5 separate regions of the Mus musculus genome follow, and regions 2, 3, 4 and 5 are each linked to region 1. A link is a contact called in public Hi-C and HiChIP or PLAC-seq data. All regions are on one chromosome and are shown on one strand. The core of a region is the stretch at or near the end of the contact, and the rest is flanking DNA. Distances in the headings are between cores, read along the strand shown. Region 1 holds the start of Gfra1 (glial cell line derived neurotrophic factor family receptor alpha 1). Region 2 has its middle 5.3 kb from the start of Gm41875. Region 3 overlaps Gfra1 (glial cell line derived neurotrophic factor family receptor alpha 1). Region 4 overlaps Gfra1 (glial cell line derived neurotrophic factor family receptor alpha 1). Region 5 overlaps 1810007D17Rik (RIKEN cDNA 1810007D17 gene).

Region 1 (5,264 bases), core at 1,306-3,805:
GGTGCCACTGAGAACTAACCACACTTACCTGGTACTTAATTTTAATTAAATTCATGGCAGTGACACTGAGGCTGGTAGTTTTGGTGTTGGTCAACACAGTTGTAGCAAACAGTGGGCATTTATTATTATTGTCCTTATTATTAATTATTTTAAACAAAGATGGGGGCATGGCTCAAGACTTAAGACTATTTACTGCTCTTGTAGAAGACCTGAGTCTGGTTCCCAGCACCCATGTTGAGCCTGAAAACAACCTGTCACTTTCTAGCTCCAGGGGATTTGATGTTCTCTCTGACCTTCATGGACTGGGACACACACAAAAATAAAAATAAAATTAATAACCCCTCAAAACCAAACCAAACCCCAAAGGTCTAATTTCACCATATCTATATTTATTATATATTATGTAAATATTTATATATTTATCATATATTGAAGGCTAGAGTGAAGAAGGGGTATGTAATATTCTTGAAGCCATAACTATTTTCGAAAGAGTCCTTTATTCCACATTTAGAGAACTTTAGACCAGTCTTTCCTTTTCTGTTAAAAGTAGATTTTAACTAACTCCCTAGGATTAAGTAGAATAACCAAGTGTTTTCCCAACAAAAAAATATTTGGAATAGACTTAGCTAGTGTCTTAAATGAAACTTAACTATTCTTCAACCACCCAAAGTGGTCCCCAAAGAAAAGCACTGAATTGACAGAGAAAAATATTCCCACTCACTTATGAAATAGGACAACGGAGGGGGGTTTTATGTTTTCAGCATCAATGGGAGTCTTCAGCTAAGTCTTCTCATTAACATCCACTTCCTGGAGATTTTTGCCTTGGTGTGAAAATATGGAAATCTGCTTCTGTACGCAGAGACACTGATTGGAAGACTCAATTCCATCTCCCACAGTAGTTCCACCCTGTAGACTTCTGACTATCGCTAGAGAAAGAACTTAAGTAGCCCTTGGATCGAACCATCTGTCGCAAAAAAAATGTGACATATGCTTTCTTTGTTTACTCAACGACGGAGTGTAAACTGATACACTGAACTGGAAATCTGTGTAAGTCTGGTGTGATTGAATGTGACACCGGGGGAGGGGTTCCTGGCGAAGGCTTCAGACACTTCATACCTGCCCCTGAGGAACACGTGCAAGGCAAAGGAGGAGCTAGCACTGGCGGGATGTCCCCTGGGTTCAGGTTGCTCACAGAGGCACAGACTCTTTGAGGACTCCAAACAATGCTACAGCCGCCACAGCTGAAGGGCACGCCTGGCTGATGTGTACTTGAATGGAGGGCTACCCATCCCTCCTCCTCTTCTCCCGGCCCTTACGCCTTAAACTAAAGCCTTTGCCCTTTTCAATTAACACTCTGGATCAAAAAAAGAGCGTCTCTTTTTTTGTTCTCCTTGGCGGCCCATTGTCTGTGGTGATGGGTTTGCAGATTTGACAGCTGGGCTCATAGATTCGATTCAAACTCTGTTTTCCTGAGAGATGATGAACTTGGACATAGAAAAGATCTCTGACACAAGCCCCAAGCAGCGAGCTGGTCGGTCAAACACTACTACGGACATACTCTAGACAGATCTCTGGACCCCTAAAGGACAGCGGGTGTCACGGAGAGCGGGGTTCAGCAGCATCGCTGGAGCGATCCTTGAAGTTGGGGTGAAGGGCTGTGGATGTGTTCTGTTTATAAAATGTTTTTGAAAAAAAATTTACTCTTGAAACAGTAAAGATGGAAATCATCTTATAAAATTACCTAAAGCTGGGTCTGATCAGACTTCAGTGCAGTGGGCTGGGGTGGACTTTGCTTTGTCTCGCTGTCATACCAGGAGGAGAGAGGTGCATGAGCTCGCACAAGCATTTTATCAATGGGTGGGTGCATCCCGGATCGCCGCTCAGGGCTTAGGTCTGAGTGAGTCTGAATCTTGCCAAGTCTTGAGTCACAGCCGCGAATGACGTGGAGAAAAAAAAACAACTTTGTGTTCAAAAGGGTCTGGATGGGTTGCTGTGTTGCACTAAAGAAAGAGCCCTTGTGCACTGAAGGGGGTGGGGGTGCGCAGTCTCCGCGACGGCGGCGGCGTAGCGCTGCGGGTCCTGAGCCTGCTTGCCTGTTGGCCTTGGGTCCCACCGCCAGCCAGCCTGTAAGTCTGCTGTGGCGGACGGAGGAACTGCGCTTCACAGAAGAGCCGGCCCTGCGCTGCCCGGAGGCAGGAGCAGAAGCAGCCTGAGGGGCCTTTAGCCAAAACCAATCTGGGCATGCTATCCTCCCACCGCTTCCAATAACCGCTGACATCCCTACCGGGCATCGAGCCGGGGCGGGGAGGTCTGCTCGGAAATCGTCCTGGCCAACTCTGTCCTCCGAGCTGTAGCAGATTGTGGCATCGTTTTTTTACCTAGCACAGAGAAAGTGAGGCCGGAAAGAGAAAGAGGAGGCGGGGACACCCCAAAGAATAAATAAACAAACACTGGCTACTCGCTGCAGCTGGACACCGGTCAATTGGGTTCAGGTTCGTGGCATTTAGAGTTTTCTCATTCCACTTGAGAACCCATCGCCACCTCCCCTCCAGCCATCCCTTTCCATTTTGCTGGCGTCCTCCAACTTTGGGGCCAGGGGGGCGCTAGTGGTGCGGGGCTGCACCTGCTGGGGTGTGCAGATGCTGTGGACTAGCTCGCTCTCACGGGGCAGTGGTGTGGATGCACAGGAGTTCGGGCGCTAGGCAAGTGCGTGTGAAGCACTGAAGTCTAGGAAGGAGCCCAGGATGAGCGGCAGGTAGGAGTAGGGGCGGAGAAGCCAGGTTTCAGTACCAGGCGGGATGCGGGATGTCAGTTTCCTCTTGCCGGACTGCCTGGGAAGAGAGGCTCGTCCAGGGGAGGGGATGACGGTGACTGGGGTAGCGATCGGTGGCCGGGGACAGAAGAGCTAGAACGCTAGTGATCGAGCCAGCAAGTGAGTGGTCGGGCGAGAGCCAGGGAGGGCGGCCAACTTCCCGGAGCCGGAGCAGGGTCTTGGTCCAGCGGGGTTGGCTAAGAAGCCTTCGCCACCGAGGCTCCGACTCCGGGCAGCGCCAGCTAGCTTCCGGCGCTTGCTCTGAAAGTAATGGTTATTTATTTGCTTGCGTTCAGCCTCTTGGGTTGTGCGCGATATCCTCCAGCTTTGAACGTTGGGAGCCCTAGCGGACCTTACCAGCTCCAGAACCCGGGTTCCGGAGCTTCCTCGTGCCCGTAATAGATGAATTCGCACCTCCTGCTCTCGGACCCGAGTGGGGGTAGCGTTGAGAAGTCCCCCGAGGCGGGAGCGGGGGAGGGGAGAGGGGCGGGAGCTGGAGGCTTCAGCACTCTGGGCTCTCATTTCAAAGCGCGCTCTTCCTTCCAGGTTGGGTCGGAACTGAACCCCTAAAAGCGGGTCCGCCTCCCGCCCTCGCGCCCGCTCGGAGCTGAGTCCCTGGCGGCGGTGGGCGGCAGAGCAACGGGGAGTCTGCTCTCACCCTGGATGGAGCTTAACTTTGAGTGGCCAGAGGAGCGCAGTCGCCCGGGGATCTCTGCACGCTGAGCTCTCTCCGCGAGATCCGGTGGCGGCTTTGGATTTTGGGGGGGCGGGGACCAGCTGCGCGGCGGCACCATGTTCCTAGCCACTCTGTACTTCGTGCTGCCACTCCTGGGTAAGTCGAGACCGCTGCTGGCTTTCTCATCCAGAGTCTTTCATTGGGGGGTCCCTTGCGGCAGCCACTCCAGAATTGCGGGTGGGTGCCTTGAGTGTGGGTGGAAGAAGTTTCGCTAGGGGGTGAAGAGGTTCAAGAATCTCTGGGATTGGGAAGCAGTGCTGGCGCGTCTTTGAGCGGTTGATTTTATTTTGCCGTGTTTAAAGGGGGTGAGAAACAAAACAAAACAAAAACTAATAACCCAGCCTGGTGGAAAATTGAGGGGTCGTAGGCTTCCATCCCAGGGCGTTACTCCCCTTTGGAAGTCGGAGCTCCCTGAGACGCTCCGGCAGGTGGAGTGTGGTCAAATACCGCTGGGGTCGGAAGAGAGCAAACTTGGAATGGAAAACTTTTAAGGGAAAAACGTCTCTGCGCACCCGCGGGGCAGACTGTGGCACTCGTCTGCCTTTCGTTCAGAGCGCTAAGGGTGCCAAGCACCCAGCCTCGCTGTTCAGCTCAGTGCCCTTTTGCCCGCTGCTGGCCAGGAGACACTGCAGCCTCGGGTGCCTGGGGAGGCGGGGCAGCCAGCGGGTCAGGAGTGCTTGCTTCTGCTTTGGGACGCTGGGGCTGCGCGGGATCCCCGGCAAATCCCGCTAAGGCAGCCAGTGGAACCTTCCTTGTTGAGCCGGGGAGGGGCGTGATGGCAGTATTCCCGGGGTGAGAAAATTCCAGAAGAGGGGTGGACCAGCTTCCTACCTAATCTGCCCCTTCAGAATGATGGTGGAGGTCTATCATGCCCTGCCCTCCCGGGACCTGGAATCAGGGTACCCACTAGTCTGCTGCGTTCAAACGTTCTTCTGTTCACCCTGTAGATTTGCTGATGTCGGCCGAGGTGAGTGGTGGGGACCGCCTGGACTGTGTGAAAGCCAGTGATCAGTGCCTGAAGGAACAGAGCTGCAGCACCAAGTACCGCACACTGAGGCAGTGCGTGGCGGGCAAGGAAACCAACTTCAGCCTGACATCCGGCCTCGAGGCCAAGGATGAGTGCCGCAGCGCTATGGAGGCCTTGAAGCAGAAGTCTCTCTACAACTGCCGCTGCAAGCGGGGCATGAAGAAAGAGAAGAATTGTCTGCGTATCTACTGGAGCATGTACCAGAGCCTGCAGGGTATGCACTACTGCCCCCACCAGCGTGCCGGGCTTCCTCTCAGAAGGCCAGAGGCAACCTCAGTCCAGTCCGGTACTGGGGCTAAGCTGGCTGATCTCATCCTCTGCTCACTTCTCCCAGCTGCGGAATGAGGACCTTTCATTGGCCTCTAGGGACAGAGGCAGCTGGTGTTTTCTGCTGCAGCTGAGCAGTATTGTTGGAGCTGGTTGTTGGAAAATCCATGAGGGGGTGGGGGCACCCCTGGGACCCCACTGACCTTCCTGAAACCTAGTTAGAACATCAGAGTGGGGACTCCTTAGAACCCACCTTTCAGCCGCCCACCCGAGGCTTTCACTGCGTGTAGAGAGTAGTAGTCCCACTGGCGTGTCCTCTTTTCTTTTCTTATGACATGGGATGAAGAAGTATTACAGAGCCAGTGAACTCTGCTCTCTATTCATCCCCCCACCACACCAGTTCAAAGATACATGGGTGGAAA
Region 2 (5,264 bases), core at 116-2,615, 230 kb after region 1:
AAGAAAACGTCTGCCTTTCTCAGCAACCATTAGTTACCAATAAACCCTCAGGGAGGGATAGGTCTTCCTGAGGAAGCTGACAAGCCCAGTCTTGTGCAGGTCCTGCGAAGGTTCTCACTGCTGCCTTGAACTCAACAGTGTGACAGCCATGTCCTGTCCAGAAATGCATCCCACGACACTCCACCCCTCCTGACTTCTCCATTCTTCCCACCCTCACTTGCGTTGTTGCTTGCATCAAAGAGAGAGAGAGAGAGAAAGAGAGAGAGAGAGGAGAAAGAGATATTAAGGCTAAGCATTCAGCAACCACACAGCACTTTGATGGTTCTGAGTCTCTGATCATAGCACAAAACGAAGCCTTGCTTACTAGTGCCACTCTGTAAGCGTAAAGATAAAGACCTAGAAGGCCATCTGAGAGCCTCATCTCCCCCATCTAGCAAAACACCAGGAAGGGCTTCCTCCCTGTGGTCTGTGACATCCTCAATTTTTTGTGTTTTTCTCTTGATTTGTTTATCCAGACTGCCTTTCCTCCTCCCTTGCTTCTTGGGTCTGATACCAAATAGCCAGTTTTATTTCTGGGTCCGTTTGGGTTGCAAGCTTTCAGAACTGTATAATAAAAGCCATACCTCCCAGGTTCTGGGATCCTCCTGGGGAATGGCACAGAAAAGCATGGCTCATGTCAGGCTGCTCAGGGATAGTGATGGTAGGGCTGGGACTCTAGGGCTGGGCGGAGGTAGGGCGTTGCCCCCGCTCCCAGCAGAAACAAGGCAAGAGCAGTCTGCAGTGTGACATGCACCTGGGGACCTTCAGGGTCCCCGACCTGTGCCATCCATTCATATTCTTATCATCCTCTGAACGCAGCCCCCAAGTCCCCAAGACACTGGAGATAGAAATTTTAGGAGCTGGAACAAGAAATGTCTAATAAAACCCTGAGAGAAATGCCAAGAAAGCAAATAAAAATTGTGACAGGAACAAGATACAAGACTGCCTGTGTTTGGTGATATAAATAAAGCATAAACGAAAACACAGCGAGGTGAAGGATAGGAGCGGGAGGAGCCATAAAAGTCCCATAAACCACAGCGCGCAACGCAGGGACGCACCGAGGGGCTTCAGCTCGCGGAGATTCCTCCCGTGCAAGCTGGCAGAGGAGGGAGTCGCCACACTTAAAAAGTAAAGTGAACTTTGGCCTCCGATTGCTCAGATGGGTACATAAATATAGTAATGGTATCTTTTTTCTTTAGGAATTTTTAAAATGTGTGTATGCAAAAACGTACGTGCCCATGGATGTTCCCATGCACACGGGCCCGGAGGAGGGTGTCATATCCCTTGAATCTGGAGCTGCAGACCTCTGCCAAGACAACATACTTGCTGTATGGCTGCTGGGATATGAGCTCTGGTCTTCATGACCCTGCCGTGTGCTCTTAACCACCGGGCAGTTCAGCCTCACGGCCCCTCGGAAACTCCCCTCTGGAAGTGTCCTAATTTAAAATCACACCCCTGGGAGCCACAATCCCACTGGAAGGAGTCCATCCCAATTTCCTCTGCAGTGTGCCAAAATCCATGCAGAAGTATTTCCTATCGTCCTACCACAAGATGATGTAGTGGGTCAAATAACCTGAAAAGATCGGAAAAGGTAACGCTACACACTCGTTTTGTTACTTTTATTATTATTATTAAAGTTTTTGACAATTTCATACACGTATCCAAAGTATTTTGATCAGATTCACTCCGTTGCCCTTATTGTCTGATCCCCCCCGCCCCTAACATCCTCTTTCCAGCCAGCCCCTCCCCTGCTTCTTATTTTGTTGATATTTTCATGGTCTGCTGAATTTACTTAGGGTTGCTTGCATGAGCATGAATGGGGGAGGTGTTCACCAGAGCCTGGCCAGTTTCCCCTTGGCTATACTACTGAGGAAGATAATGTCGGAGTCCCCAGCAGCTCATTAACTTCCACAAATGTTTTTGAAAGGTAGCTGTAAACAGACTGAAAAGGTAAGCTTCTGTAACAGCCACGTCAAAAGCAAAAGCGTGGGGAAGCGGAAACGACGCTCCTATTTGTATACTCATAAATGTAATAAATAATGCTTATACTAACGAATGTAAAAAGTGATGACAGATGACAGAAAATCAGATGACAAGAGCTGACAAGCAGGCAAGAGATTGTGCGTACATTATAGCTACAGGATACAGATATGAATACATGACCAATGGGTAGATGACAGAATATAACAAAGAGAAAACATTGATAGATAAGTACATAGAAATAAAAAAAGATCATAAATAAATAGTAGACACAGTGATAGATATCAATACGTGAGAGAGGCATTATTACCTAAGTAGTTTTTATTATGTCCACATATTTTTATTACTTTTGCTTTGGAGAATAAGATGCAGAGGAAACCCAGGCTGTATCCTGCCTGCCACTATCTCAGCTTCCAAGTCCTACTTTACAAAAAGAAGAGGTGATGACCCCCTCTGCCTCAAAGCTCTCTGGAGGCTAAAGTTCCCTCTTGCAGCCACACATCCCAGGAAGCAACCCGCAGCATCCCTACAGCACCGCCTGCAAGATTAATTGCCTCAATTTTGGGAAGAAACACCTCCAGGCACCTGGTGTGTGCTGTGTGCATGGCAGAGTTATAAAAATCCCTCACCCAGTGGCTGGATACTCGGGTGAGTCAGCTCCAGGCAGGGCTTTCCCAGTCCAAGAGAGGTTGGGTTAGCTCTTGGCAGGATATAACCAGCCCTGAAGATATGTTCCTGGGGGGCTCCTGAAGAGCAGCTGCTAGCTATCAAGAGTTCACATGCACCAGACACAAGATGGACAGGCTGCATGCCTTAGATTATATCAGCTCTCACTGCAACCACAGCTTCAAGATAGAATCTATTTTCAATTTGTAATGGAAGAAACTGCCTCTCAGAGAAGGCAGAGTTGGTGCAAAGCCACATCACCAAGGAGGGATGGAATTTTTTTTTAACCTTTGTCCAAGGCCAGCACCCAGGTAAACTATGGTAGCTGTGGACTCAGGCCTTGTGGCGAGATAGTCTCCTGGCTGCTGATCAGGAAAGGTCATGAGAACACACAGTTTCTCCACACACTGCAGTCTCCTCCTCCCACACTTGGTGCTACGGCTTGAGAATAGCCCAAGTTGGTTAGACTGTGGTGTGAGCTTGTCTCAGAAGATAATTAGATCACCTCCCTCGTCTGGAGGAGAAGAATAGCAGATTTAAAAAGAAATATGACAAGCCATCGGAGTGTCAGGACTGCTCCCCCGAGAGAGAGCCACGCTTCCATTCCGGTCCCTCATTCCAGACGTGGAACCAATTAAAGTAGCTGCAATGCACACATTTAAACCAAGCGACAAAAGACAGCTAAAGTGTTTTTAAAGAGCCACTTTGCCCACAAACTGCACTCAAAGAAGCAGAGCTGACCCGTTACACTGTAACTGCGCAAGTGCAAGGCTCAGCTCTGAGGTATTGAGGGCCATCGCAGGTGCCCCTACAGCCATCCCCATACATCACTTGCCTCTGGATCCTCACTGACTTAGTGGCACATGAGAGAGGTGAGGCAGACATGGCTTGTGTTTCCGATCCTTTGCAAGGAGCTGCCTTAGGGAAGACTTGTCCCTGCCTGGCCCTAGCATTAGCATGCTCTGCCAATCCTGCTCCACATTTGGACAACTTTGAAAGGGGCAGCATTCTCCCCTCTGAGAAGCCCCACCCCATCAGTGCAGCTCTGTTTGCCTCGTTGCCTCAGAACTAGAATGTCCAAAGTGTGCAGACCGAGGTCAGCTTCCCATTACTGTAGCAAATTTCTGGGAGAAGCCATCTTAAAAAGAGAAAAAGTCCTCTGGTCTACATACATGCATGTGGTGTGCACACCCCTGGCACACACTCAACAAATGAATGTGATGAATGAACTGGAGGGTCAGTATGAGCCGGTCCCATTATTATACATGTACAAAATTCTTTAAAGTCTCTCAAAAGGCTTTGGAGGAAGAGTTGGGGCTGAGGAGATGGCTCAGTCAATACATTCCTTGCAAACATGAAGACGTGAATTAGACCCCAGAGCCCACATTGAAATGCTAAGGCTGGTGTTATACACTTCAATCCCAATGCTAGGGAGAGGGGAAACCACCGTGCACATCCTAGGTGCTAGGTGGACAGCCAAATTGATCAACCCCAGATCCCAGTGAGAGACTCTGTCTCAGAAAATAAAATAAATTAAAATGTAAAAAGATAAGGTAACTGGAATCTGAGGAATGACACTCAAATTTGACCTGACTTCTACATGTGTGTGTTCAAATGTCTACATCATCTATATCTGCATCATCTACACCAACACACATACATAATACATATACACTTACATAATACAACTATATACACATACACTATATACCCATACATACATAAAACCACATACCCATACATACATACAACCATACAATCATACACCCATACACCATACATACATACATACACACAATCATACAAACATACATACATACACATATACACAATATAATCATATACACATATATACACACTTATATAACCATACATACATATATACATAAACACATACAACCATAAATAAATACTTATAACCATATAACTCTACAAATATTTACCCATACATACAACCATGCACCCATACACCATACATACATACATACGTACAACCATACATACATACACACAACCATACAACCATACATACATACACACAACCATATACCCATGCAACCATGCATATATATACATATGTTCGACCATATATATATGCAACCAAACATACATAAATACATACATACATCCATGTAAATATACATATAAGAGAGTATAAGAGAGAAAGATTGATGGATTGGTGATTGACTGACTGATTGATTGATTGACTGGGCTCATGATTTTGGAAGTCCATCACTGGAGGAAATCTTGGCAAAACCATCTACCTCACAATGGGACATAAACAGACAAGGAGGAAATGACCGGATCCCACAATCCCCTGCAAGGGAACACCTCCAAAGACCTCAACCTCCTTACTAGGCCCCACTTGTCAAAGCTTGCACCTCCTCCCTATAGCACCAGTGTCTGGGTCAGTCAGTCCTTCAACATGTAGGTCTTTGGAAGACATGCAGGAAGCATACTATACCAATGGTGATGGAAAGTGAGTTTTATCTGCAGTTGTAGGAGAATTTGACTCCTCCTGGAGAGTTCCCCCCAAAAAACATTATCCACACAGCCCTCACCTCAGCCCTGTTTTCCTT
Region 3 (5,264 bases), core at 2,073-4,572, 200 kb after region 1:
GTACTAGAAGCTAGTCACTGAAGCCTTCCCACAGGGCTCTGGGCTTGAGGTAGTGAAAAGGCAGATCAAGGAACACGTATGTAGTCAGTTCAGATCCAGCAGGATGGCCGCCAGCAGTTGGCAACAGTGCAAGCCACCAAATTAAGTTTCCGTGAGCCAAATAAGGCACAACTGGATGTGAGACATGGAAGGCCATCAAGTGTTCATCCAAAACTCTGGTCCCCTCCCCTTGTCCTTGAGAGAGCATTCTAGAAGGAGTCAGCAGAGCGCCTGCTGGGCTGTGATGGATGCCAGTCTGTCTGCAGGGAGAGTTTCTGTAAAGATGATTCCTGCAGAGATCAGCGGTGCCTTCCTGCCAAGTCAGCTCCCATGCTACCCCTACCCCCTGAAACAAGTGTACCCCTCAGTTGTCTTTCATTGTCAGAGCTCATCAGCCCTAAGTGGCTCTCAGCAGGGACACTTGGCTCCCTCTGTGCTGAAGAAGTGGGAAGAACATGGAGGAGGGCTGTGAGATCACAGGATCTGAATCTAGGGCCATACCTCCTGGTCTCCCTGCATAGCCTGGTCTACCTGCATAGCCTGGTCTCCCTGCATAGCCTGCATAGTCTCTCTTCCTTCTGGCCCAAAGGCAGAGTCAAACTTCCACTTTGGGTTGGACTCTAATAGGAAGTCACCTAGGGTCAGATGACTCAGAGGCTTGGAGGGAAGACAGTCAATTTAATTCTTCTATGTTATGCTTGAAAATATTGAATATGATCTATATTTAGAAGGCTCCCCTTCCTCCTCTGTTGCAGTACCGCATGGGATCCAAACAAAGTCCATTTGTTCCAGATAGGGACAGACCAGTCCAGAACTGATTTTGAAACTTCCCGGCAGGAAGGTGATTATCTAAAACTGTGAAATAACCCGGGCTCTGCTGGTTGTGACCAAGTGCAAATTTTTAAGTGTCGAGTTTTCAAAGGAAAGCTGCCAATGGGTGTTCTGTAAATCATTTGTGCCGGCAGACTGACCCCATTATGTCAGCTAATCCTGGAAATACAGGAGGTAAATTTAAATCTTCGAGCATGAAGCACTTAATCAATATTCTAAATGTTTTTCTTGCAATTTATGCTTGCAGAGCAACGGGGTGCTCTGGCGTCCCGTTAATCTTCCATCAGTGAAGAGACACTCATGAGACAGGCCAGGGTGGTACGATTTTGTTGGAGACGCATGATGAGAGGACAACCCTAGAGCAGAGAGGAAGGAGGCTCATTCCTACCCTAGGTCTATCTGGGGCAAACCTCAGAGTTCACCCTGGAGTTGGCCCCAGGTACTTCTCATGCCTCCTCTTTAAGCATTCTGGGCAGCCTAGGAGTTATTTTGCTGGGAGGAGTCAGACCTGTGGAGTTGGGTGTACCTGACTGAGAATGGTGGCTACCTGCCTCCCTGTTATTTTGTGTCATGAACCCTGTTCCTTAAACTCTCTGAATTTCTGCTGTCAAACACAACCCATGTTTTGAGTTTCTTTTGATTAAGGAACAGTCTAAGTGCACACAGGGCCAACCAAACCCCTGGCACTTGGAAAATGGCTATTCTCTCATCAGGGTGTATGTCGTGCCTTAGAGATGTCTTGGGGATACAGAAGCTGCAAAGGAGAATCTATCCTGAAGATGCTGGAAGGGGCAACAATTGAAGACTGTTGAAGCTCTTTAGGTTTTGTTCTCTTACTTTGTTAGGTTTTGAACTAAATGTCAGCAGACAGTCCCTACTAAGCGGTAGGATGTTCTTTGTAACTCCAGGCCAAGAAGGAATGGAAATCCAAAGCAGAAAGACCCAGGACTTTCTTGAGGGATTAGAACTGCTCCCGATTCCATCTTGCTATCTAGATAATTATCTTGGGAACTCTGTCCTGACAGTCTGCTCCTGAAACTGCTGTGTGAGCCAAATCCCATCTGGCATGGTTAGGAGAGTAGGTCTGTCTGCCAAGGGCCTCCGTGAACTTCTAACCAATGTGGACATGGGAACAGGTGACACAATCATTAGCAGCAAGTGCCCTTAGTTACAGAAAAGATGGTGACCAAGAACCAACCCTGTCTCTGAGATTCACAGCCCAAGCAGGAGTGGGGCTGTTCCCATATCTGTATGTCACTGGTCATAGTCTGGGGTTATGATTTATAATTTTTATAACTTTGTTTATAAATGGTTATCCACCACAACTCTTAATAGCATGTGTGCAATCAAGAGTTTAATGTAGTGGTGCATTATAATCCCAGCTCTGGGGAAGGCAGAACCAGGCAGAACTCTGTGGCCTACTGGTCAGCCATCCTAGCCTACTTCATAAGTTTCAGACCAGTGACAGACCTATTCTCAAAAAGAAAACATATGGCAGCTTGAGGAACAACATACAAGATTGACCTCTGTCCTCCATATGGATATACATACATATGACTGTTCACCTCTACACACGTGTACAACCTACTCATACCCTCTCACATCCCTGCACATATATGTACACACAAATACATTTAAACTAGAATGGAGCCAAGAACAGTTGCCATGGGTATTCCATCCTATTACAGTCTGGTGTTAATAAGGCAGAGTGCATGCAATAGTACCCATAAGCAAGCCACAGAGTAGCCCATGAGGTCAGTAATTCAGATGAGACTGAAGAACCTATAGCATTGTCCGGGAGAGGGGATACACTAACTCAACATCCTCGCCTCTCTGTGTTCAGCATGCGTGTTCTGTATCACCTGAATCAGAGGACTTTAAACATTTCACTTTCCGCTAACATTATTCATCACTATAGATTAAATCAGTCCCTAAATTCTTGTTGAACATCTGGCAGATTGAAGTGTCAGTATGGCTCGTAAACTAGCATAAAGAAAAGTAATGGTGACTGTTCCGATGCCAACTGGTATACCACAGCACAACTCAATCTCGACACTACCACCAGGAGCTCGTGGCAGACCAGAGGCTCCATCAAGGCTGGCCTCTTGTTAGATGCCAGCTGCATTTCTGGGCTCTCTTCCCACATGCAGTCTGATCAGCTAGTTACAGATTCAGGCATTTGCAGGAAGCTCCAAGTCCTGGTCACTAGAAATGACTCGTGGAACTCAGCAGATTGCAACACTTATTAATAGCTTTGTTGTAAAGGATACAAATCGGGACATGGAGGTGTGAATAAGATCAGAGAGGGCTTCTATAGGGCATTTTCTACGGATTACCTCCTCTGTAGACTAAGTGCATTTTATTATTTTGTCACATGAATCTACTTACCAGTCAGGAAGCTCCATGAAGCCCAGTGGCCAATGTTTCCTTTGTTGTTGCATTAAGAAGGCATAGGAACTGAGTCACTGACCCCACCCTCCACATGACTGAACACAGTCTTCAGACCTCCCCAGATATTCACTGGAAGTCAGGTCAGTTTGACCTCCATTGGCTCAAAACTCTACCCCCCAGAACCCAAGGTTGGCTTTTCTGGTGACCAGCATTCATCTTGAAGTATCTCATCACCACACGCTCAGGTACGGTCTATGGGGATGAGGAGTGAAAGCATTGTCAAGAAATCAGAAGGACCTAGAGGAACAAAGCCAGTCAAATACTTTCCTAGGCAAAAATACCGGATCAGTGGATTGTTCCAAAGTGGAGCTACAGACTTGCCAAACTTTGTATAGAGAACTGGAGTTGAAAATGAGCCTAGGCTCCTTTCAGTGTCTTCTAGCCATGAAAACCAGGGCTGGTTTCTTATCCTCTCTGCCTCAGTTTCTTTACTTGTGAGGTGAGCAAGATGGCGGAAGAACCTCCTGTAGCATTTATTAACAGGTTATTCTGTTTTCTGTCTTTATGACTTACTCAGAGCTGTGATATCCTCAGAGTTTAAACTGTGAGAGTTCTCATTGGTTTTAAGTGGCTGCAGGAACTGTCAACACTTGTCAAAGTGTAACACTGTGAACACAGAAATCCTTGACTGCCTTCAGCCCACCCTTACTAAAATGAACTGCTCTCAAGGGTCAAGCATTGTTGATTCCCGGGGGGCAGGGGTGGGGTGGGGGCGGGGGCGGGGATGTGATCTTGGTGGCCTGTGCAGCTTTGTATGGATAGATTAAAAAATTGACAGGAAAAGATGAGACAATGTCATAGCTTCGAGTCCTGTACTTCATAGGACATCAGTATTTCTCCTGGAATTTTTTTTTCAGGACACAGCTGCACATCCCTAGGGCAATCTGAGGAATTTCATTCATAACTATTTAAGGACCTCACGGCTGTGAGTTAGTCAGTTCTCCTGGGTCAAGCTTACTCAGTGTTGGTACTCTAGGTATTTAGTCTGAATAATTGTTAGGGATGTCCTGGCATTGTGGGATATTTAGTATCATTTCAAAAGCACCCTTTCCCCCATTAGGACAGCCTAAAGTTTCTCTAAGCTTGCTAAATATCCCCTTGCAGGATAAAACTAACCTGTGCTTAGAATAATTACCCAACAAGGAGACTGCTTCAAAATCCCCTTACCCACCCCCACCACCAGCCTGTGTGATAAGGATCCCCTTTGTGGTGTAGACAGTCGTGAACCTGGGGGCTACAGCTGCTGCTGCTCATAGTCTTTGTGAGATATTGTACAAAATGCTGCTAACAGGGCATAGACAGCAGACATTAGGTTCACAATTCAAGCAAAGTTGATTGAGTTCCTGGTGAAGACGTCCTTCTGAGATGGCTGCCTTCTTGTTGTGTCCTCATGAGAAAGGCATATGTCTCACCTTGGGACCACACCTCAGAACTCATCAGTGTGGTCACTTGCCAAACTCTTTCCCTCCTTGAACTGTCTCAGCAGCACCAGGGTTACAGCATGAGAACTGGAGATGAACTCTTATAAGGATAACATTTAATTGGGGCTGGCTTACAGGTTCAGAGATTCAGTCCATTATCGTCAAGGTGGAAACATGGCAGCATCCAGACAGGCATGATAGCAGGAGGAGCTGAGAGTTCTACATCTTCATCTGAAGGCTGCCAGGGGAAGACTGGCTTCCAGGCAGCTAGGATGAGGGTCTTATAGCCCACACCCACAGTGTCACACACCTACTCCAACAGGGCCACACCTTTCAATAGTGCCACTCCCTGGGCCGAGTGTATACAAACTATCCTATGCAGCTTTAAAATGCCCTCATTCCAACCCTTCTGAAAATCTCATTCTCCAGGCTACCCTACTTAGGTTTGGGAACTTCCACAGTCACCTGCTCTGCCCTATGTCGAAAGTCTCCTCTGAGATGTCCTTTGCAGGGTACAGAAGT
Region 4 (5,264 bases), core at 2,004-4,503, 180 kb after region 1:
AGAGGCGGATGAACTCAAGGTGCACGAAGCTTTAGTCTTTTCAGCAGGGGGATGTGTGCATCTGCCCTGGGACCTGTGCCGCAGAGAGGCTATGCGATGTGCTTGGCTCTCACGCTCATTCCTAGGCACAGGTGGACTCAGGCTCAGTCCTATAGTAACAGTTCAGTTCCACAGCCTGCCCCCAGGAAGCCGGTGTGGAGGTAGAGAGACAACACCTCCTGCAGAATGTGCTGAATATAGGCTCTGGCTTTCTGAAAGATCCTTCCCAGATGTGCGCTCCAGTAGGCTGTTGGAGCACAAAGGCTAAGGTAATTTTCTAAAAACAGAAGGAGGAAAAAATCTGTTTTGTGTCACTCCGTCAGACAATTACATCGCAGTGCTCCAGCATTGTCCTCCATGGGCTAATATTAGAAGCTTTGTTTTTCCAAGATGCTTTCATTCTGCATGAGCTGTTAGGAGCAGTAGCGAACTTACTGATACTTAGCCATTGAAAAATATGCCTTTTCCTCTTCCTCTCTTCCATAAAGCAGATTTACTTGAAATATCTTCATCCTTCTGATTGAGAGGTCGTAGGGAACTCCATAAGGTTCTTGGATTACGGACTTTTCAGTTTTGTAATGGTCAACATTGATGCCACTAGGTTTACAGATGTTGGTAGGCTGTTATGTGTATGTGGCATGAGGCCTGTGGAGGAAAGTTGTGTTTCTGCACTTGGGCTTGCTGTACCACCACCACCACCTCCTCCTTCTCCTCCTCTCCTTCTTCCTCCCCCCTCCTCTTTCCCTCTTCCTCCTCCTCTTCTTCCTCCTCTTCTCCTCCTCCTCTTCCTTTTCCTCCTCCTCCTTCTCCTCCTCCTTCTTTTTCTTCTTTAAATTTATTTATTTATTTATTATGTACACTGTCACTATCTTCAGACACACCAGAAGAGGGTGTCAGATCCCATTACAAATGGTTGTGAGCCATCATGTGGTTGCTGGGAACTGAACTCAGGACCTCTGGAAGAGCAGCCAGTGCTCTTAACCACTGGGCCATCTCTCCAGCCATTATTGTATGTTCTTATGGCAAACATTTTACACTGAGGTTGTTTGGAATTCAGAGAGGAATGAGGTAATGAGAACAGACTGTATTGAACAGCCAGTGTCAGAAGGAATTCAGGGTAACTGCCATTAACCCTCTTAGGAGCCACAGTAAGATGGCTCCATGGCATTAGCCCTGCCTTCCATGTGAAGAAAAAAACCTGAGATTGGGAGAAGTCCAGCCACAGGCTAAGGGATCAGAGAGGGGCCGTGGAGCAGAAAGTCATCTCTACAACAGAGAGCCTTCTATCACTGCACTTCTTCGAAAGCTTCCATAGGCCAAGCGATCTGAACCAAGTCCCAGACTTGGAAGGCCTAATGTTGAAAGCTTTTCAGAAAACTTCTAGTCTTCCCCTGCCCACTCTCCTTAGGTTCTTGGGTAGCCCAGGCTGGCTTCAAACTCAGTATGAAGCTGAAGATGATCTTGAACTCCTAATCCTCCTGCCTCCATGTCCCATGTGCTGGGATTATAGGCATTTACTACTACAACCGATTTTACACTGGGAGGTGAAGGCTAGGGATCCAAGTGTGCCAGACAAGCACTTTACCAGATGTACTGGCTGGTTTTGTATATTAGCTTGACACAAGCTGGGGTTATCACAGAGAAAGGATCCTCCCTTGAGGAAATGCCTCCATGAGATCCAGCTGTAATTAGTGATCAATGGTGGGAGGGCCCATTGTGGATGGTGCCATCCCTTGGCTAGTAGTCCTGGGTTCAATAAGAAAGCAAGCTGAGCAAGCCAGGAGAAGCAAACCAGTAAGTAACATCCCTCTATGGCCTCTGCATCAGCTCCTGCTTCCTGACCTGCTTGAGTTCCAGTCCTGACTTCCTTTGGTGATGAATAGCAATGTGTAAGCTGAATAAACCCTTTCCTCTCCAACTTGCTTCTTGATCATGTTTGTGCAGGAATAGAAACCCTGACTAAGACACCAGATTTCATTGGATAATCAAGTCCTTTAATACTACATGGATTCTGGTGAGGTCCAAAGAACCAAAGGAGGGCCTGATTCATAGATAGGGCCACCTTCTTTTATGGGCATGCCCTGCCCCCCACATGTTCCTTCACAAAATCTCACTACCACCTATAAGCCAGGGGAACATGAAGACCAAGCATGAAGAACAAGTTTATGCTAGATGACTTCAAGACCCCAGGGGGAAAAATGTGTATTTCCTCCCTGCAAGGCTTCTACAAACACATGACAATTCCCTCTCCAAAGGATGCCACCTGTGGCCACCACTCTGGGACTCTAAGCAGGTGCTCCAGCCTCTCTTGCCTTGCGAGCTGGATGAGGAACCCTGGGTATGGAGAACTCTTCTTCCATACCCTCATAGGAAACCAGGTGTCTTGACACTAAAATCATGGTTAATGGCAGAATGGGACTCAGATAACAAGAACAGTAACACTTGAAGAACAAAAAGTAGTTCTTGCTGTTGTTTGCAGGCAGCCTTGTGTCCCACACGCTGCATTTCTTAGGTTTGTAGAAGGAAACCCCTAGGCTAAGATGTTAAACATTGTACTTAGCCACTGTGGTTAGTAAGGGATCCTATACAGGATCAGAGTTTTTCACCTAGGCTCAACATTGCCAGCCACATGGCTCTCATCTAAGGGTCTCTCCCAGGAAATCAGTTAGAGGTTACAGTAATCCAGGAGTTACACCAGTCTTGCCGATACCTGTTTGCCTATGCTTTATATAACATGATATTTCTTAAAAGTTACAGGAAAAGTAGTTACATGATCTCCCTGCCCACTGTCCAGAGACCATCTGCTGTTCAAGGGGATGCTTCAAGACTGTCATTATGATTATATTTCTATTTACAGCTAGCAGTGTGTTCCCTTTAATATGCTTTTCTCTGCATCAACCACCGTTGCTTAGGCTTCCTGACAGGCTCATGGCATTTGCCAGCCCTTTCTTCTTCTTTGAGGGTGGGTTTTTTTTTTTTCTGTGACAGAGGGTGATACGTTTCTACATTAGCGTCTATTCATTTCATTTTCATTTTCTCAGAGAAAAACAATCAGCGCTCATCACTGCTGTAGTCATGGAGATTTCCTGTCTCCAGAAGAAATCCAAACGTGGAGTTTCTTTGTTCGTCCTATGCTGGACATTTGCAGGTCCTTGGTTAGATCACAGCACTCCGGGCAGGGAGGGAAGCCACCGAAACCGATTACAGCATGACTCATAACCCAGTGTCAGCGGGGGAGGTGTGTGCGTGAGTGGTATCCAAGGGCTGCAGGAGCTGTTGTATACAGTAGGCACTCAGGTGGATAGTTGCTGGGCTGAGAGCCAGTGTTCCAGCCACCTATCAAAATGTGTCTTCTCAAGACGCATGTACTTGGGAGAGCCACAGCTGCAAACCCACCCTGTCTTTCCCACCACAACACTATTTTTTTGATGAGTTAGCCACACTCTGAGCCTCTCTGTAGCCTACCAGCTCTTTCCTGCTTGTTGACTGCCACCATTTTGGCACATTCTCTCCTTTTATATTTCTCCCTGCCCCTCAGTGCTTTGCTGTGATTCTTCTGGGAACATACCACACACACACACACACACACACACACACATACATACATACATACACACACTGTCCTCAGCTACATGCTTTGTGCCCCATTACTACCCAAGCAGTGTCCTAAGCAAATCTTTGCTGAACATCTGAGAGAGCTAAGCAAGAGTCTTTCTAACACACATCTCATTGTGTAGATGTGTCAGTTTAAAGTCCTTCCGCGGCTCCCGTGCCTTTAGGACAAAATCTAAAACTCAGTTTATTGAATATTTTCACTTTCAGGCTCACCTGCATCCCATCCTAGCTGAAATGCTTAGCAGAGCTCTTGGCGAGGTGTGTGCTTAGTGTAATGGTTGTGGGTCCTCTCTGGGGCTGGGGCTGGATGGATTGTGGCTATCCCCCAACCCTAGCCATGGAGTTTTATAACTTGGAAGGGTCCACACTGACCTTCTCCCAGCCTCAGGCTCCTCTTCTAGATAGCGGGGTCCACGCTACCAGTCAGTAAGGTTCTTGTGAGAGTTGAGAGCATGATGAACACAGAAACAAGCACCCAGCACATACAAACCCTTCATTACGGTTACCCTGGAATTACAGTAAACACAATAAGATGGAGGTGACCTCTGTGGGCCACACCCTCCTTTGCCTTTCCCTGACAAGTGTGCCCCTCCTTCTGTCTCAACCCTGGCAACATGACTTCTCTTAAGCCATTGTAGCCATGGGTTGAAAGCATTTGCAGCGGAGTTAGTGTGTAGTTTTAAAATCCAGGTTCTGTTGTGCCCTGTTTTCCTCTAGAATGAAGACTTATTTTTCTTAAGTATAAAATTAGGATTAGGGTATGAGGTGGGAGACTGGGCCAGGGAGATGATAGAAAGGGAGAGTGTGTGAGGGAAATGAGCCCAAACTAAGTGTTATAAAATACCACAGGGAAACCTGTTACTTTGCATGCTAATTAAAACATAATAAATAAATAAAATCAAAACTTAAAACAACAAAATATCTACCTCCTTAGAGGTTGCCAGGAAAAAACTAGGTCATTTGTAAAGCTGTATATTAAATTCTTCATTTGTCTTTGGTTTTACTTTTTTTTAGCAGGCTTTCTGAACAGCTTTCAAGGACTTTCTGTCCTCCTGGCAATTAGGAAGTAGAGGCAGGAGGATTGAACTTTAAGAAGTGGAGGCAGGGGGCTCAAGAGTTCAAGGTCATTCTTAGCTACAAATCCAGTTAAGGCCTGCCTGAGCTACTACGCAAGACCCTGTCTCAAATCAACAAAACAAACAAGAACTAGCCAAGGTATTTTCATAATCCTTTACCTGTTTCTTACGGCTTCTGGACAGATTAAGCTAAAGACAAGGTCTTTCTCATGATTATATCAGAAGCACCAAGACCTCAGCATTAGTCTCTGAGCTGGACCTGGTACCACAGCATTAGTCTCTGAGCTGGAACTGGCTAACAGCTTGACCCATGCACCTGGCCACTGGCACTCAACACCTGAGGTCTTAGAGGTGTGTGATGGGGAGAGATGTTACAGAGGAATAATTCCTCTATCTTTGGAAAATACTGAAGATTGGGCTGTAGCTGATGCCACAATGCTTTAGTTGGCAAGTAGAAGCCTGGCTCAGAGTGCCAAGATTGGACAGCCAAGACACAACTCTGGCTTTATCCATAGGACCAACCACATCAACATG
Region 5 (5,264 bases), core at 1,338-3,837, 160 kb before region 1:
CAGAGCGCAAGAGCGCAAGAGCGCAAGAGCGCAAGAGTGCAAGAGAGCAAGAGCCAGAGCAAGAGAGAGAATGGCAAAACCCCATCCCTTTTTAAGGAGAATTATCCTCCGCCTAGGACGTGTCACTCCCTGATTGGCTGCAGCCCATCGGCCGAGTTGTCGTCACGGGGAGGGCAGAGCACATGGGGTGGAGAACTACCCTTGGCACATGCGCAGATTATTTGTTTACCACTTAGAACACAGGATGTCAGCGCCATCTTGCAACGGCGAATGTGAGGGCGGCTTCCCATACAAGATGACCTGCCCAGGGGATGGTGCCACCCACAGTGGGCCAGGTGCTCCCACCTCAATCATTAATCAAGAAAATGCCCTACAGATATACCCAGAGCCAAACTGATGGAGGCAGCTCTTCAAGTGGGGCTTACTCTTCCAGGGTTTCTCTAGTTTTTGTTGGGTTAACCAAGAGTAAATCTCACAGTGTGTATTGTGTACTTGTATGCTGATGCCTGCTTAGTGTGTATTCATTTGGAGGACAAAGGACAACCTTGAGTGTTTTGTGACAGAGTTTCTCGATGTTCTAGAATTTGGAAAGTAAGCTGGATTGGATGTCCTAAAGCCTCAGTGTCTGTCTGTCTTGCCTACCTGGCACTGGGATGACCAGTGTGTGTGTCATGTATGACCTTTTTATACGGACTCTGGGATTTGAACTCAAGTCCCCGTGCTTATAGGCAAGCACTTTACCATCTTTGCCTTCTCCCTATCCCCAGGCTTCAGACTTAAGGGGCCTTTGTACATCCAATCTCTCTCTCTCTCAGAACCAGTTGCTATCGGCTGGAGAGATGGCTCAGTGGAAAAGAGTTGAGTCTGGTTCTGAGCACCCACATCAGGTGCCTTATAAGTGCCTATAACTCCAGCTCCAAGAGATTTGATGCCCTTTTCTGGTCTCCAGGGGACCCTGTACACAAGTGACAAACATTCACACACACACATAAATAAATAGATAAATATAATTATGAAATAAGAAAGAACCAGTTGCCATGCAGAGAAATCCAGATTAGGCAGAAGTGATGATTTATAAGGATAATACCAGCACTTAAGAAGCTGAGGCAGAAGGATTACTGTGAGTTCAATGCGAGTTTGTATTATATAGTGCAGAAATCATGAGAGAGGAGTCCCCTGGCTCCAGATATGGATAGCCATCTTGGCCCCTCACACCCAGCTTCGCATACAGTAGCTCTCAGCTCTCTGCACCATATAAATGACTCCAACTGATATAATAGAGTTTTAGCATAATTTGCCAGAACGTTAATCTCAGAACCACAGGCATTAAAACAATTGTTGTTTTAAGCAAATAATCAATACACAACCAGGGTAGTATGATTTCAAAAATGCAATGTGGTTATAAAATATAATCGGTATGTGTTGTAGCTTATCAAAAGACCCTCACTCACAAAGACCACAGAGATCGCCATTGTTGCAAAATGCATGAGGATCTTACTTATCCAACATGTTGGGGAACCCCCTCTCAGCACGCAGGCTGGAGGAGAGACCCAGAACAAAGAAAGAACACACTTTTTATACCTTTGTAAGGGCCAGATATAGGCACTAGGGTAGTTTGGCTTATTTTAATTGGTATAGCCAATAACCTTCTTAGACATTGGTTGATTTGTATAGGGTGACCCTCATTTTGTCTGTCCTTGTGGTTTTTAGTGTGAGGCAGGGCAGGGGAATTGTTACTCTTGTTCTGGCAGCTGTAAAGTTAGTCATTTTGACCGTTAAATCTATGTTTCTATATTTGTTTAGTTAGTCAGCTTCTTTACCTGGCTCTGTACTTGGCCTGCTAGTACAGTTTGGAAACGCCTTTTGAAGAGGGAAGGTACTGGGTAGTCTTGAATTTATTTTGGATGTTACATATATTCTTTCCTTAAGTAGGTATGTTCCAATATTTAATATTATTACTTTTAAGTTTTATTTATGTGCTTATCTGCATGTGTCTTGGTCCTCTGGAAGAGCTCGCTGCAAGTGTTCTTGACCACTGAACCATCTCTCCAGCCTCTCAGTCTGGATTCTCCTACATTAGGCATATGGCTTAGGCTTAGACAAAATGGTTTGGTGCCTTATAGTGAACTACTAATTTTTTTTTTTAAAGCAGTGGCTTCTTAGTAAAAGGGAATATCCTGGAGTCTAAAACTCACCCAGAGGCTTGCTGTGAATGATTGATGTGCTTTTAATCTGGTGGCGCAGGAAAGGGTATGCCATCTTCCAATGACAGCTTATGATAAATGTGCTTTCTCTGAATTAATCCTTTATAGAATTTCCAAATACCTGTGCATACTTCTTAATATGATTATGTACAGAAGTCTTATGCTTGATATTTGACCCTAACTGAAAAAGAGTTTAAGCCAATAATATGAAAAATAATGTTTTGCAGTAGGCTATTCTTTTGTGTGTTTGCTTTTGTTGCTGTGATAAAGCACTTACTAAAACCAACTTCGGGTAGAAAAAGTGTATTTGCTTATAGCTCATGACTCATTGCTGCGGGAGAGTTTCTGCTAAGCAAACATTCAAGGCTGGGACTGAAGCAGAGCCGGTGGATGAGTCCTGCTCACTGGCTTATTCCCCTGGCTTGCTCAGCTACCTTTCCTACATAGCCCAGGACTACCTGCCCATGGATGGCCCCGCCCACAGTGGAATGGCCCCTCCCACATCAATCAGAGATCAAATGAATGCCGCACAATGTGCCGATAGCCCCATCATACCGAGGTTCCCACTTCCCAGGGGACTCAGGCTTGTGTCAAGTTGGGTCTAGCACTGTCTTGTTTTGAGTTGTGGTTGTGCTGTTGGTTATTTTTCAGCTGCTTCTCACTGGACTGTTTTTATTTAGGCTTTTGCCTTGTTTTGTTCCTTTTTTTTTAAATAAATTGTTTTATTTATTTATTTATTTATTTATTTATTTATTTATTATTATATGTAAGTACACTGTAGCTGTCTTCAGACAAACCAGAAGAGGGTGTCAGATCTCATTACGGATGGTTGTGAGCCACCATGTGGTTGCTGGGATTTGAACTCTGGACCTTCGGAAGAGCAGTCAGGTGCTCTTACCCACTGAGCCATCTCACCAGCCCCCTGTTTTGTTCTTTTAAACAACAAACGTTGGCAAAGATGGAGAATTTGAACTCGTGTGGACTGTGGTAGGTTCAGAAGTGGTTCGATCATTGGGGGAAACATGCAGCTCTTCAGAAATATAAACTAAAAAATAGAATCACCCTTTGATCCAACAAACTTACCAAAGTGTTTACACAGGAGAATTCAAAGCACAAACTTATCTGAGTGGTGGTGGCACCTGCCTTTAGTCCCAGCACTCAGGAGGCGGAGGTGGATTTCTGAGTTTGAGACCAGCCTGTTCTACAGTGTGAGTTTCAGGACAGCCAGTGCTACTACACAGAGAAACTCTGTCTTGACAACAACAACAACAACAACAACCCAAAAAAAATCGCAGTAGAAATGAAGAAAAACTTATATGCCTACATTCACAGCATCATTATTAATTAAAAAACAAAACAAACAAACAAAAAATACAAAAAGAAAAAAACCTAGAAATGTCCCAAAAGTTTACTACCAGAAAAAATGGAGACACAAAACAGAAAATCGTTCTCCATTAAGGAAAAAGGACAATTTCTAACATATTTCTATAATGTAGATAAATTCTGAGGACACGATAAGTGAAATAAGGCACAGACAATCACTGGGTAATTCTGCCCTATAAGAGCCCTAAAGTAAGGCCTGCAGCCGCAGATACAGAACCAGTCCAGGTATCCATCAGTAGATAAATGGATGAAGAAAATGTGATGTATAATGCAATGGGTTTTCTGCAGCCATAAAGAAAAAGGAAACCATGACACTGTACGGAGATACACGTGACTGAATCCCGGGGCGCTCCACGTCCACTCTACCCCAATCCTGGGGCGCTCCAGGTCCACTTTGCCCCAAACCCCTCACTCTTCAACCCTGGGCCCAAACACAGGCCATTCTAATCAACAAAGAGCTAATCCATCAAACACATTAACACTTCAGCTCTCAGGAGCCTTTAGCATATCTTTACTTAGCTCACAGCATCTCACTGCCCAAGCTCTAGGATCGATAGAAAAACCGACAGCCATTTTTTTTTTTTTCCTTCAAATAAGAGGAAGGCCTCATTCAGCCCAAGTTCAACTCTGTACGGACTCCTTATACCCCAGCCTTCCCGAGCAGACAGGAAGGTGAGACACAGGGAGACACTGTGAGAATGTGGTCCCGGATCTCAGGCTGACCGACCCGACCCTTGTGAGAACTGCAAGTCTAGCGCTCTTGACATTGTTCACATGCTGCCTCGCCTTTTCTTCACAGTGCTGGTCCCTGGACGGAACTTTCTTGCGCCCCTGTTTACGTGTTTGTACTTGTTTCTAGCTACAGTGAGTACTTAATCAAAGTGGGAACTGTGTGGCTCAGGAATCTTCATCTTCGATGCCTGGGAGTGTCTGGCCCACAGCAATCAGACTACATTGCTGTTTCATTGAACCCTCCCTGCAGATAGACAGAGGTTAGCCATCTTTAGATTAAACTGCAGTGGGAAATTCCTTTGCGGTGGAACATTTTGCAGAACGGCGGACATCTGAAGTATAGCCCTCATTAAGCAGCAAGGTCTGTGTTATTTTTTTAGACAATGTAGGTTCAAGTGTCTTGACAGGCCTATAAATTAACTACTTCACTGCCACAGACCCCACCTTCTATGGGAAATGCATTTCATGTTCTATGCAACTAATATTGCGGAGATAGAGAAAGAAAAAGACCTCCGAAGGTCCATTAACAATACGATAAAATCTGAGACAGTTCAGCTCCTGCCCGAGGCAGAGCTTGGAAGGACTTTTCTGAGGAGCCTGTGTAGACTCACTGCCAGCAAGAGGTGCCTCATATAACCACAGGCTCCTTTATGAGAGGAGAGGCTGTCACCATACACTCACGTGGTTAGTGTTCACACGCTCAGTACTTGTCTAATAAAAACCTAAGGATGTCCAGAATTCTGGGTGGTACAAAACCAATTAAATGTATTTTTTAAAAGCTTCATCTCTTCTTATCACAAGACTATAAACAATAATTAATAAGAAACCATCCCAGGTGAACAACAGGAGACACTGCTTACAGTATGAGTGCTTTCTAGAAAATCCTTAATAAAGACAAATTTAATTTAGTTTATCTATTTTACTTGTAGAAACATCTGGCACAAA

What was found. A called contact is a pair of places that touch in the nucleus more often than the background predicts. HiChIP or PLAC-seq counts read pairs in DNA pulled down with a chosen protein or histone mark.
Region 2: a contact with region 1 is called in a Hi-C map of uterus, with 3 times the contacts expected there. The contact joins the enhancer-like site here to the promoter of Gfra1 in region 1. A contact is called at or near these places in 13 of 39 promoter capture datasets (the 3T3-L1 cell line, the C10 cell line, the SN4741 cell line and 9 more), 3 of 15 datasets of contacts at CTCF or cohesin (the NIH/3T3 cell line, large pre-B cells and pro-B cells), 9 of 484 Hi-C or Micro-C datasets (the N1E-115 cell line, bone marrow-derived DN2 thymocytes, cerebral cortex and 3 more), 16 of 115 datasets of contacts at active chromatin or transcription factors (astrocytes, bone marrow-derived macrophages, craniofacial prominence and 11 more) and 2 of 9 other capture datasets (embryonic stem cells and liver).
Region 3: an H3K27ac HiChIP or PLAC-seq map of neural progenitor cells shows a contact between it and region 1, with 8 times the contacts expected there. The contact joins the enhancer-like site here to the promoter of Gfra1 in region 1. A contact is called at or near these places in 13 of 39 promoter capture datasets (cancer-associated fibroblasts, embryonic stem cells, frontonasal cranial neural crest and 6 more), 2 of 15 datasets of contacts at CTCF or cohesin (large pre-B cells and pro-B cells), 6 of 484 Hi-C or Micro-C datasets (the N1E-115 cell line, forebrain, gonadal supporting cells and 2 more) and 14 of 115 datasets of contacts at active chromatin or transcription factors (VIP interneurons, astrocytes, craniofacial prominence and 10 more).
Region 4: a contact with region 1 is called in an HNF4G HiChIP or PLAC-seq map of pancreatic cancer cells. The contact joins the enhancer-like site here to the promoter of Gfra1 in region 1. A contact is called at or near these places in 10 of 39 promoter capture datasets (the 3T3-L1 cell line, embryonic stem cells, hippocampal neurons and 3 more), 2 of 15 datasets of contacts at CTCF or cohesin (embryonic stem cells and pro-B cells), 12 of 115 datasets of contacts at active chromatin or transcription factors (craniofacial prominence, differentiating embryonic stem cells, embryonic basal ganglia and 8 more) and 2 of 9 other capture datasets (embryonic stem cells and pancreatic islet).
Region 5: a contact with region 1 is called in an HNF4G HiChIP or PLAC-seq map of pancreatic cancer cells. The contact joins the enhancer-like site here to the promoter of Gfra1 in region 1. A contact is called at or near these places in 8 of 39 promoter capture datasets (the 3T3-L1 cell line, cranial neural crest, hippocampal neurons and 4 more), 1 of 15 datasets of contacts at CTCF or cohesin (the NIH/3T3 cell line), 15 of 484 Hi-C or Micro-C datasets (the AML12 cell line, the HL-1 cell line, adipose-derived mesenchymal stem cells and 6 more), 5 of 115 datasets of contacts at active chromatin or transcription factors (the NIH/3T3 cell line, differentiating embryonic stem cells, embryonic stem cells and 2 more) and 1 of 9 other capture datasets (embryonic stem cells).

The regions. Positions count from the first base shown.
Region 1 is chr19:58,452,689-58,457,952 of GRCm38.p6, reverse strand. It overlaps Gfra1 (glial cell line derived neurotrophic factor family receptor alpha 1), which reads left to right and starts at 2,555. Exons shown (of 11, transcript NM_010279.3): 1 at 2,555-2,755; 2 at 3,359-3,644; 3 at 4,496-4,789. The coding sequence starts at 3,605. Gm41876 (a long non-coding RNA gene) reads right to left here and starts at 1,804. Exons shown (of 3, transcript XR_877966.1): 1 at 1,742-1,804.
Region 2 is chr19:58,224,527-58,229,790 of GRCm38.p6, reverse strand. No RefSeq gene overlaps it. Among named protein-coding and RNA genes, the nearest start is that of Gm41875, 5.3 kb to the left of the region's middle. Within about 2 kb of position 1,365, at least 9 of the 459 cell types and tissues checked have an H3K27ac peak or open chromatin away from gene starts, as enhancers often do. A contact at or near this core is called in uterus, where this site is marked.
Region 3 is chr19:58,253,344-58,258,607 of GRCm38.p6, reverse strand. All of the region lies in intron 9 of Gfra1 (glial cell line derived neurotrophic factor family receptor alpha 1), which reads left to right. Among named protein-coding and RNA genes, the nearest start is that of Gm41875, 23 kb to the right of the region's middle. Within about 2 kb of position 3,322, at least 12 of the 459 cell types and tissues checked have an H3K27ac peak or open chromatin away from gene starts, as enhancers often do. A contact at or near this core is called in VIP interneurons, astrocytes and neural progenitor cells, where this site is marked.
Region 4 is chr19:58,273,485-58,278,748 of GRCm38.p6, reverse strand. All of the region lies in intron 6 of Gfra1 (glial cell line derived neurotrophic factor family receptor alpha 1), which reads left to right. Gm46650 reads left to right here. Exons shown (of 2, transcript XM_017318325.2): 2 at 1-790. Among named protein-coding and RNA genes, the nearest start is that of Gm46650, 18 kb to the left of the region's middle. Within about 2 kb of position 3,253, at least 12 of the 459 cell types and tissues checked have an H3K27ac peak or open chromatin away from gene starts, as enhancers often do. A contact at or near this core is called in pancreatic cancer cells, where this site is marked.
Region 5 is chr19:58,614,149-58,619,412 of GRCm38.p6, reverse strand. The region is part of intron 1 of 1810007D17Rik (RIKEN cDNA 1810007D17 gene); the gene reads right to left. Among named protein-coding and RNA genes, the nearest start is that of 1810007D17Rik, 10 kb to the right of the region's middle. Within about 2 kb of position 2,587, at least 15 of the 459 cell types and tissues checked have an H3K27ac peak or open chromatin away from gene starts, as enhancers often do. A contact at or near this core is called in the AML12 cell line and pancreatic cancer cells, where this site is marked.